2 separate regions of the Arachis hypogaea genome follow, and region 1 is linked to region 2. The links are chromatin contacts, called in public Hi-C maps. All regions are on one chromosome and are shown on one strand. Each heading gives the region's core, a stretch centred on a gene start, on an enhancer-like site or on the middle of the called end of the contact. The rest is flanking DNA. Distances are from core to core; before and after follow the strand shown.

What was found. A called contact is a pair of places that touch in the nucleus more often than the background predicts.
Region 1: a contact with region 2 is called in a Hi-C map of leaf, with 2.7 times the contacts expected there. The contact joins the promoter of LOC112785030 here to the promoter of LOC112782831 in region 2. A contact is called at or near these places in 2 of 8 Hi-C or Micro-C datasets (both in leaf).

Annotation. Positions count from the first base shown.
Region 1 is chr20:47,541,626-47,547,114 of arahy.Tifrunner.gnm2.J5K5, forward strand. LOC112785030 (COP9 signalosome complex subunit 1) reads left to right here and starts at 2,428. Exons shown (of 6, transcript XM_072229997.1): 1 at 2,428-2,614; 2 at 2,704-3,446; 3 at 4,055-4,338; 4 at 4,458-4,671; 5 at 4,804-4,974; 6 at 5,194-5,489. The coding sequence starts at 3,249. The coding sequence ends at 4,177.
Region 2 is chr20:47,036,742-47,042,098 of arahy.Tifrunner.gnm2.J5K5, forward strand. It overlaps LOC112782831, which reads left to right and starts at 3,629. Exons shown (of 8, transcript XM_072229281.1): 1 at 3,629-4,261; 2 at 4,424-4,549; 3 at 4,655-5,100; 4 at 5,224-5,357. LOC140182818 (a long non-coding RNA gene) reads right to left here and starts at 532. Exons shown (of 2, transcript XR_011878962.1): 1 at 299-532.

The DNA.
Region 1 (5,489 bases), core at 1,178-3,677, 500 kb after region 2:
GTGTACATATAAAATAAAAAGTTAAATAAATAAGATACAATCAAATAGTCTAGAACAAAATCCTAATCACTACAGATCCTGATAGTCGTTGTCGTCGTCATTCTTCTGGCCCTGCTAAGGTGGTCTAGGCGATGATGTCAGTGCCCCTCTAGCAGCACCGCTATCACCAGCGTGCATTTGCTCGTGGTACACCGCTATCTGTTGCTGCATCCGCTGAATCCGCTCCATCTCCTGCCTAAGCTCCAACTTGAAGAAATCTGTGTCTGACGCGCATGCAAGAATCTTGTTAAACCTCATCTCAGACTGTTGTAGCTGCTGAGCCTGTTGGTGAAGGCTTTGGGTGAGATTCTGCACCTGCTCCCTCAAATCAATGCTATCCTTAGGATCGACAGGGCTGGTGGCAGAGGCAGAATAAGCCTTCAATCTGGAGGTGTAGAGGTTGTTGGTAAAGAACGATCTCAGTCCATAGACGCAATTTTTGTACGGCTCAAATGCACTCCGAGCCAAACCTTATCAGGATCAACAATTGAATCAGCGGAGTTGTTGTCGTCCTCTTTAGTATGCTGAGATTGCTGGGTTGTTGCCTCCAATCTTTGCTTGTAGGACTCTTGTGTAACACATGTTTTCATTAGGATGACAGTTAATTGAAAACTTTATATCACATGATGTTTACTCACATAAGGGTCCGCAGACTGCTGATAAGAAAATCTTTCCTTATTTTCATTCAAGGTGTGAGTATACTTGAAGGTCTCCCCTATCGTCACATCACAATCCAACGACTTATACTACACATATTGAAACAATATGTTAAATCAAGTAATAATGACATTATATGTCAAAGACAAAAACAACTTAACAATAAAAAATGAAACAATTTACATACCAGTCTAGCCTTTGTCTTCACGAAAGTCACAAACCCGTCGGTATACTTCAACGACCTGGACGATGCCCTGTTAGCTCTGTTTGTGAGACGACGATGCCAGAACCCCTCATCACTCTCCCAATGGATGTACGGTTCATTCTTAATGGCCAGACAGAGCCACTGAGTGAGGTGGTCGCGCTTCTTACGTACGTCCTGCATCATCTGCTGAAGCTGCCTAGCCATCTGATGGTCGAAAATCTTCCTGATCATGCCATTGTGAGTCTTCTCCCATATAAATTTCTCCTGCATAAAGAAATATTTAGCACTAGTTAATCGAAATTAAATAAATAATTAAATAAAATAGAAGATATAAACTAGCTAAAGTTTGAATATATTGAGTTTTTACCGCCCACTTCTGAAATCATTGCTCTCTGATCTCAGCAGAGATCTTCTTGTAGTTAGGCCATGGATTATCTCACATCAGCTTAATGACATTGGTACATTCATATGTACATGCATTGTTATTTACACAAACCTATCATTGAAAAACTTAAGATTAGCAAACACATATGTTGAACAAGAATATCAACATAAATTGCTTTTAAAAGACATTAAAATAGTACTCACGCCATTAAACCATCAGGCCAAATTGTCATCCGTACGATAGGCAATAGTGAAGGAGAATTTGGCTGGGATCCATGAGTGGGTTCCGACACTGCGGTGTCTGTACCTAGAGGTGGCGTCGACATCGAAGTAGTGGGTTGCTGAGTGGATGGAGGTGGTGGAGGAGTCTACTCTGATGAAGCAGCCGCATGACTTCGTGGTGACGGGGGTGGCGCAGTAGAAAGATCCATGTAGTTAGGGTTAGAGACCATGATGAACGGCTGATCCTGTGCACCCATTGCTTGTGATGTCCCAGGGGTAGTTGGAGTAGAGGGCGATGACTGAGAAGTCCCACGAGTACCAGTAGAAACCCTCCCTCTATTCCGATCACGAGGCTAATTCGTGACACTTCTTCCTGTCGTCATGTCTGCAGAGAGAGAGAGAGAGAGAGAGAGAGAGAGAGAGAGAGAGAGAGAGAGAGAGAGAGAGAGAGAGAGAGAGAGAGAGAGAGAGAGAGAGAGAGAGAGCACTACAAGAAAAAGTATATTTTTCGACGCTAAAAATCGACGGTTATCTCTCCCGTCGATATTTTTCGACGGCTTGCCGTCGATATTATTAAAAAAGATAATTAAAAATAAAATATTAAAATCGACAGTAAAGTCGTCGATTTTTTTGGTAATCCATTAACCATTCTCTTACTATCGACACATTGTCGACGGGGTGTGAGAGGAAAATATTTTTATTTTAAAATCGACGAACGTAGCGTCTATTTTATTATTTAAAATATCGACACATTTTGTCGTCGATAAATTTAAACGGTCTTGATCACTTTTTAAAATTAAATGGATGGTACAGATTTAATATATAAAATCGACGCCTAAGACGTCGTTTATTTTCAAATTAAAATCGACGGATAGGCTGTCGATTTTTATCAATAAATTAAGTTCCCCCACTCACTCTCCGCGTTTCCTTTATTTTTCCAAATTCACCATTTCAATTTTCACCAACCCTCATTTTACCCCTGAATACACCTCGCATACTTCAACCCTCCTTTTCCATCGCCGCCGCGCCGCCGTCGCTCTGCTGCTGCCGTCGCTCCGCTGCTGCTGTCGCTTCGTCTCTCCTCTGATGATGTCCACAAAGAATCAGGTTTTCCTTCTCTCTCTATATATATCAATTTCAAATCTTAAATTCACTTCAACTTTTTCTCTGTCTCGCGTTTTGGAATTTGTAAACAGAGGAGTTTCGGACATTGATTCCTAAAGGCTTTGAAGTAATTGGAGCGCTTGCTTACGGAGCCGGCGCCGACACTCAAGCGGCAGTTCATGCTGCTCGCAGACTAAGAAAGCTTCTATACGTTGAAGAGGAAGGGGATAATCGACTGGTGATCGGAGCAGTCGCCGCCGGTTCCGGCGAGCTGAAATTTTTCGTGTCGGAGAGTGGAAAATCGAATAGCCTCGAAGAGGTTGATTCAGTTGTTGAATAAGAACATTCGGAGAAATGTGTGGGAGAATGGTTGCTTGATTCGTTGTGAGCTTCCGATCAAATTGCCAGTATATTATCCTCTCAAGAATACGAGTAGTCAGTTTGCTTTGCATGTTCTGCTGGGGTTGTATTTTGAAATTCACTTCAATCAATTCATTATTTTTGCATTGCCATGTAATGAAGCAATCTAGGGATTGAAAATTGGGGTTTGTGAGCTAGTAGCGTTAATTGATAATACTTTGATGATGGAAGTTATAGAGCACAGGACTTATGTGACGAGAAGGTCGGTAATCCTTCGATGAATCTTAAGGCGCTGCAAATGGCGTACAACGAGATCAAGAAGGGAGAGAACACGCAGCTGATGAGGGAGGTGGCGCAGAAGATTAATGGGAGGTTAGGGCCCAGCTACGAGCTCGATTCGGCGTGGTGCGACGTGGTGGATCATAGGGCGGAGCAGAAGAAGGAGAAGCTCGATAACGAGCTCAATGCGTATAGGGTATGGATGGATTATTTCTCTTTGCAACATTTTGCTTTTGAAGATGTGATCGACTTTTTTTGCGGTAGAGGAATCATATATAATTTAAATTAGAGATTTGTTTGGGTTTTTTGAGTTGGTTATGAATTAGCTAATAGTTTTAGTTATATTTGTTAGTATATATAAGTTAACGTTTAGTGTTCATTGCTTATAATCTCAGGCACACTTTATCACATTCGTTAGGTAATCATAGTTTTGTTGCAATAAGTTTTCCCCTTGATTCTCAATCAATGAAATCATGTTGCCTTAAGAAAGACTCTGTATTTCACTTGGATTACTCATTTCTCCCACTGTCACCTTGGCCATGATTTTCTACGAATTACTTTTTTCTAAACTACGATTTTGATTAGAAGCCAAATTGGAATACTATCCCATTGACCTTTTGAATTATAAACTGATTTGAATACTTTATGTTAATTGACCACATTAGTTTGCTTTTCTTATATGATAAGTTAGCTTTTCTATTTTTGTTTCTAAGATGTAGTTGATTAGTTCAAGTAATTCGGCTGTTGTTGTTATTGGCCTGCTTTTTCCTATTTGTTCCTTTAACTTGTCTTTCTTTTTTGCAGACAAACTTGATCAAAGAAAGCATAAGAATGGGATACAATGATTTTGGAGACTTCTACTATGCTCATGGTCAATTGGGGGTTCTAGATAAATTAGTTGACTTGACTCGATTGTTTTCTTTCTGAAACAGGTCACATGCATTTCTGTTCCTCTGTTCGCTCACGCATTTGCTCAAAGGATCCGTTTTTGATGTTCATTCCACTGTTTGACTCTTGTTCCCTGCACAAATATCTCACCTTGGAGAAGAAGAAGATTCACCTTTTCCTGCATTGCTCTTCCCTGTGAGGTGTAGCATTCTCATCTTTTCATTTTCTGGCTTTTCCAATTTCAATGGATAATCCAATTGGAAACTATTTGTGGTGGAGTTTCCTTGAATGTTTTCCCTTTCACGCCAACTGCTTGTAGCTGTAGGAGCTAGAAGAATTGCTCACCGAGAGAAGGGGCATCATTGATGCGGTTGTCAATTCTCTTGGTAAAAGTGACCATGGCTCGCGAATCTTGCGTCGTGGTAGAAGGCTTGGTTGGATTACCAAACACAAACTTTCGCGTTGGCTTCTCCTTCTTACTGCACTCTTTTCAGTTTATTTCAGAGTTTGTGACCTGAAAATGTTTATTTACGGTGAGGCTTGAATATAGGCTTTTTTTCCAGCTTCATTTAAAGGTTACATAAATTTTGTAGCAAGATGTGTCAAAGAAAAACTTCAACTTTCTGAATTTTCACTTATATTTCTCTTAGATGGTTCTATTACAGCTAAAATGGAATCTAGGTTCCCAGCGACTCACAGTATACAGGAAGGGCTCAACCTACACAGTAAACATGAAGAGCTCAACCTACACAGTATACACAAAGAGCTCAACCTTCAAGAAACTGTTTCATTATCTGAATTTGGAAAACCACCACCTAAAAGCAAGCGCAGAAAGCGTAAGACTTCTTGCCTTGAACTTTAGTTATTGTTACATTATGTTTAATGAATTAGAATAGGCACTTCATTTTCTTTTCCGTTATGCATTGCTTCCTCATACACTGATACGCCCTCTTAAATGGTTTATTGATTTCTTTATGATGCATTGATTTAATTGTTTCCCGTTTTTGTAGAATAATTAGTATCCAAACTCTTAACCCTCTAGCATCTAAATGCAGGTGGTGGTGTACTTGCATATACACTCTTGGGAGTAACAGTTTTTAGTTTGTACCAATTTTCTTGCAATGGAATGGTAATTTTTTATGGTTGAAATTTGATAGTTCAGTTAATTAGTTGACTCACTTTTGGGTTAGTGTTTGTAACTGACATTAGTCTATTATATAGGATTTACCGCTGTTATCTATTTGAGTTACTTGCACAAGTAAATGATGCGAGCAAAGGGTATTCTAAGATAATTAGAGTATTATTTTATCATCTTATTAACCTTTTTACTTTAGAGGAATTTGATCCTTCA
Region 2 (5,357 bases), core at 2,379-4,878:
TTCTAGTGGGTTTTTGGGCATAACAAAAACATGTATTGGGCAACAAGAACAAATAACTGACTATTAGATAAAGGCTCCCCAAATACTTAAAAAAAAAATAGAGAAAAGGATTGTGAAAGTATAGAATGAACGTTGTTGTTTATTCATGGTGTCCAAATCACATTAGGGCCGAAAAAGAAGATTGTACCACGGTGGCCAATATGAAAATTGATATGAAATCAAAGGAGAAGAAGATAAAAGTAATTAAGGCAAGACGAGAAGAGACAAACGTGAAGCATTATAAGAAGACATGGCTTACCTCAAAATGTAGAGAGAGACAACTTGTTCTTTCTCTTACAAAGTACAGAGCAGTTCGCAGTTTGTACCTCACTGAATCGCCAGCGACAGTGATGACGACTGCAGATGCATGCTTCGTAAGCTGGTCGACGTTCTACAACATCTTTTTTCGGCAACCAAAGTAGACAATGATCTTAGCTCTTTTAGGGCATAGTTCTTATCGAAGAAGAGGAGTGGAAAGGATAAAGATGTTTGGCACGAATAGAGTCTAATTTCTTATTCTAATCTAACTGGAAAAAATCAGAAATAACTAAAAAATAATAAAAACAGAAATAATATGCAATATCCTCACTTAACGTCTCTAATGCGTTCTTAATGTCTGGATACTTTTGATAAACGGGGTTAAACTTTTATGAGTATAAAATTTATTTTTGATCTCTCATGAGTAGTTTGTCAGCATTCGTCCTATATATATATATTTTGTGATAATATGGGATTGGGGTTACTGTTTCTCAAAGATTTTTTTGTGATGACTGAATTTGTTTAGATATTGTAGTATAAACAGAAAATTTTCTAGATACCGTTATAATATGTGTATTATGTAGGAATTGTATAAAAATAAGCATTGCAAGGACCTAATTTAAAATGTTATAAATTAGAGTATTCGTTAGTATTAGAGGTTCTAAGAGTTGAATTGGGTCAGTACAAGGAGATTTAGAGTATTTTCTGGTCTTAGCTACTCGTTTAGTTGGGTTTAATAGTCAAATTTATTTTTAAAAAATTACTAATTTTTTAAATTGATTCCTAAAATATTAAATTAGTCATATTAATCTTTAAAATATAAAATATAAATTAAATTAGTCCTTTCATTAGTTAAATGACGACATATCATATTAAGTGTCACGTAATATGATGAGATAGCAAGTTAATGGCATGTGCGCCATGTGTTATCTGGCATGTCATAAATTTATTTTGACTTAAATTAGTATCTAAAAATACATTCATAAGTTATTTTCATTTTTAAAATTTTAATATTAATTCAAATTAATCCTTTGAATTTGTCTTTTTTATAATATTAAATTTTTTATATTTTAATTATTACAAATTTATTTTTTTTATTTATATTTTTAGATTTTACATTTTAAAATTCTAGTTTTTTTGTAGTGAAATTCTTTTATATAAATATCAAACTATTATTAATTATATTTTAAAAATTTTAATCTTTTGGATCTCACCTAAAAATTTAGTCCAAGCTATCATGAGTTATCTATTTTTATCTTTCTATATTTGTTTTAGTTCAAAATTCTTTTTAACAAATTAATTTAAAAAAAAATATGATAATTGAGAAAACATAGAGAAATGGCAATAACTAAGTAATAATAATATTACAAAAACTACATTAAGATATTAAGATTTAACAAGTGATCCCATAAATCGATTTTTTAATTATTGAGTTTTACCACATAAATTAAACAATAACAAAATTATAAATTTTAAAAACTTAAAAAATTTAAATTTTAAAATAACTACTATATTTATTTAGTAAAATTAAAAAAAAAATTAAGTATATAATTAATAATAGTTTGATAAAATCATTTAAATAAAAAAAATTCACTACAAAAAATATAATTTTAAAATATAAAATTTTAAAATACAAATAAAAAAATAACTTTGTAATAATTTAATTATTTTTATTATTTTATGTAAAAGATTTTTTTTTGTTTATTAAGATTTAAAAAAGATATTAAAATTAGTAGCATTAAAAATTATTAAAAATTTAATATTATGAAAATAAGAGAAATTTATATAAAAACTAATTTAATCAATTTTTAAAATTTTAGGAATAAAAATAATTTACATGTATATTTTTAGGGACTAATTTAATTCTAAATAAATTTATAATGTGCCAAATGACACATGGCATGCCATATGTTGCCAATTTGTTTGAAATACCAACCAATCATCTTTTGATACGTAATATTAATCTATTACATCATCATACCAAATAGCAGTTAATATAATACATCATCGTTTAACTTACGAAAAGACTAATTTAACTTGTAATTTAACTTTTAGGATTAATATAACTAATTTAATCTTTAAAAATTAATTTAAAAAATGAGTAATCTTTCATAAACGAATTTTAATTATTAACCTACTTAGTTAGTATAGTCTTTGTTATATTATCAATTCAGAATATATAAATTTGTACTATATATTATTGTATATACGAGATAACAACTTGTACTTATACTTTTAATTATGAAATACGACTCCTCATTTCACCTTATTTTTAGGAACATTCATAATTAGTGGCGAAACTTGAAACAAAATTTTGAGGGGACAAATAGAAAATAATTATCATTTTTGATATGAACCCATTTAAAATAAGCTCGTTTAATCTTATCTCTCTGGTTTGGGTGATATTGCCAAATTTAAAGCCCTTTTTCAAGATCTCGTTCCAAAAAGTTAAAGTTAAAGTCATCAGATGTAACTTTTTGAACTTTTGAAGGTTATATCTCACTTTCTTCGTGATTCATTAATGTAGAAAAACTATCTACAGGTGTTGATATTGTAAAAGTTATATGTTCTTCTTCTTAAATATTAGCCTTCCTCTTAAAAAATGTATCAATTCTTTGATTTTTCATTATTATTTTATATAAAAATTTAAATATATATCCTGTAAAATATGTAAAGAAGAAGTTAGAAGGACAAAGATCAAAACTTATTATATTTATTGAATTTTTTTTATTAATTTATACAAATACAATAATATTAATACTTATTGAATATTCTATTATTTTTTATCATATAAAAAATTAAATTAAATAAATAGTAAAATATAAAATAATATTAAATTAAATAAATAAAAAATATCTAATTTTTTATATTTGAACTTAAAGATAAAGAGAGTGTTGTTTATTGAACTTATTAGATACTTTAAGTCATAGTAAAGTATTTAAGTCAATTGAACTATTTTCTATCTTTTGAAAAAGTACTACTAAATTTTTTATAAAAAGTTTGGGAGGCCATGACCCCCTTGTCTAAACTAAGCTCCGCCACTGCTCATCATGAAAGATCTTAGTATCTTTTATGATATCAAGTTTCAATCACTACAATAAAAAACATCAATGATCACACTTTTATGAGAGTGGCGATTGATTAGAGATTTGACTATATTTTTTTTTGTTACGGTTCAAAAATGTGGTAAAAGAGGTCAATAACCACACTTTTATAAAAGTGGCAATTGATTAAAAATTTAGCCACTTTTTTTGTAAATATAGTCATAAAGAAAACAGGCACGCTTTTGAAGCATAGAGACATAATTTCATTATAATGACATTTTAAAATCGTGGCCATTTCTTATAATTCTTTTGGCACGCTTAAAAAGCATGGCCAAAAGTTTCCCAACAAAAAAAAAGCTTTCGTTCTTTCGTCAAAACGTGACACTCCTAATAACGTAATAACAAAGCCCCTAAAACCCTAAGTGATACTCACTCACGCAGCGCCTCCCTCAGTCCCTCCCTCACCCTTATTCTCAGAATCTCCGTTCTCCTCCATAGCGCCTCCCTCCCTCCATCCGTAGAGTCGTAGATCGTAGTGCGTCCCTCCTCCTCCTCCATCTGCGACGCTGTTCTTCTGCCCTGCCATCCTTCTCATGCAATCCACGGCGGTGGCGCGTTCCTCGTCGCCAAGTCGCGAGTCCCTACCGCGGCGCTCTTCTCCGTCAAAGAAGCAGCAGCAGTTCTATCACTATCAACAGGAATGGAAGAGTAAAGGACATCATTCTGAAGCGGAAGATCGGAAATGGGTCGTTCTCGGCGGTGTGGAGGGCGAGCACAGAGGCACCGACGAAGAGGTGGCAGTGAAACAGGTCTTCCTCTCCAAACTCATCCCCCGCCTTAAGTCATCGATCCACTGCGAGCTCAATTTCTTGTCCTCCGTCAACCACCCCAACATCGTTCGCCTCCTTGATTTCTTCCAGGTTCTTCTTTTTTAATTTTAGTCCCCTTTTATTTGAATTCCCTTTTTCTTATTTTTTAAATTAAAGTGAAATATGTCGAAAAAATCAATTTTTTGTTGCATAATTGAAGGATCATTTTATTATTGTTATTTAAACTTTCGCTATTTCTGATTTCTACTTTAGTATGAATGTATGATGGATGTGCGTACTTGGTGATGGAGTTCTGTGCTGGAGGGAACCTTGCTTCTTATATCCGATCCCATGGGAGAGTTCAACAATAAACTGCCCGAAGATTCATGCAGCAGCTTGGTAACTCTTTTTCCTGCATTCTTTATTGAAGTATTCTTTTGGTGTTGGAGCATGTTTTTAGCCTTGCAAGTTTGCAACTAAGGAGTTTGGTCCTGTGTTTTGTAGGTTCTGGTATGAAAATATTACAAAGTCATGGTATCATTCATAGAGACTTGAAACCAAAGGTAAAGCTAAAATGAAAAATGTATGTGACGTTGTTGCTACTTTGGTTTGAGATGCCTATTACTACATTAACATTTATGTGAAGTAAATACTTACTTCGGTTGGTGGATTGGGAGGGCCATTAGTAAATACTTACTTTAGGAAATGTTGTATTGAGAGACATTGGTGGATATATTCAAGAAAAGGTGTGTTATTAATTGTATGCAGTTAGAGCACCCCATCAATGAAAAAGAGATCAAGTAAGTCACTTTAATAATATCTTCTAAATTCTCCCTCTTTTAAATCCTTTTAGATACTAGTACGTATTTCTTTTCATGTAGCTCAACTCAAGAATAGCATATACTGAAGCTTACTCGAATCATAAGTTGTGCCCTCTTTCCAAGATTCAGGTATGTATCTATGTTTTTTCTTCTTTCTTTTTTTTTTTTTTTTGATAATTGAATAAGGCTCAACATTCAAAGTGAATGGAGCAAATTTTACTAGTTTATGAAACTATATCAATTATTGAGAAGGTAGGTGCCCAAAACTATGACGATCATTTTGGAATTTCGACCAGCCCAAATGGAAAGTTCCATGTGTTTTTATCTGCGAAAAGTGCTGTGGATTCAGGAGTGTACAATGCTACAAACTCACTACATAGAATTGA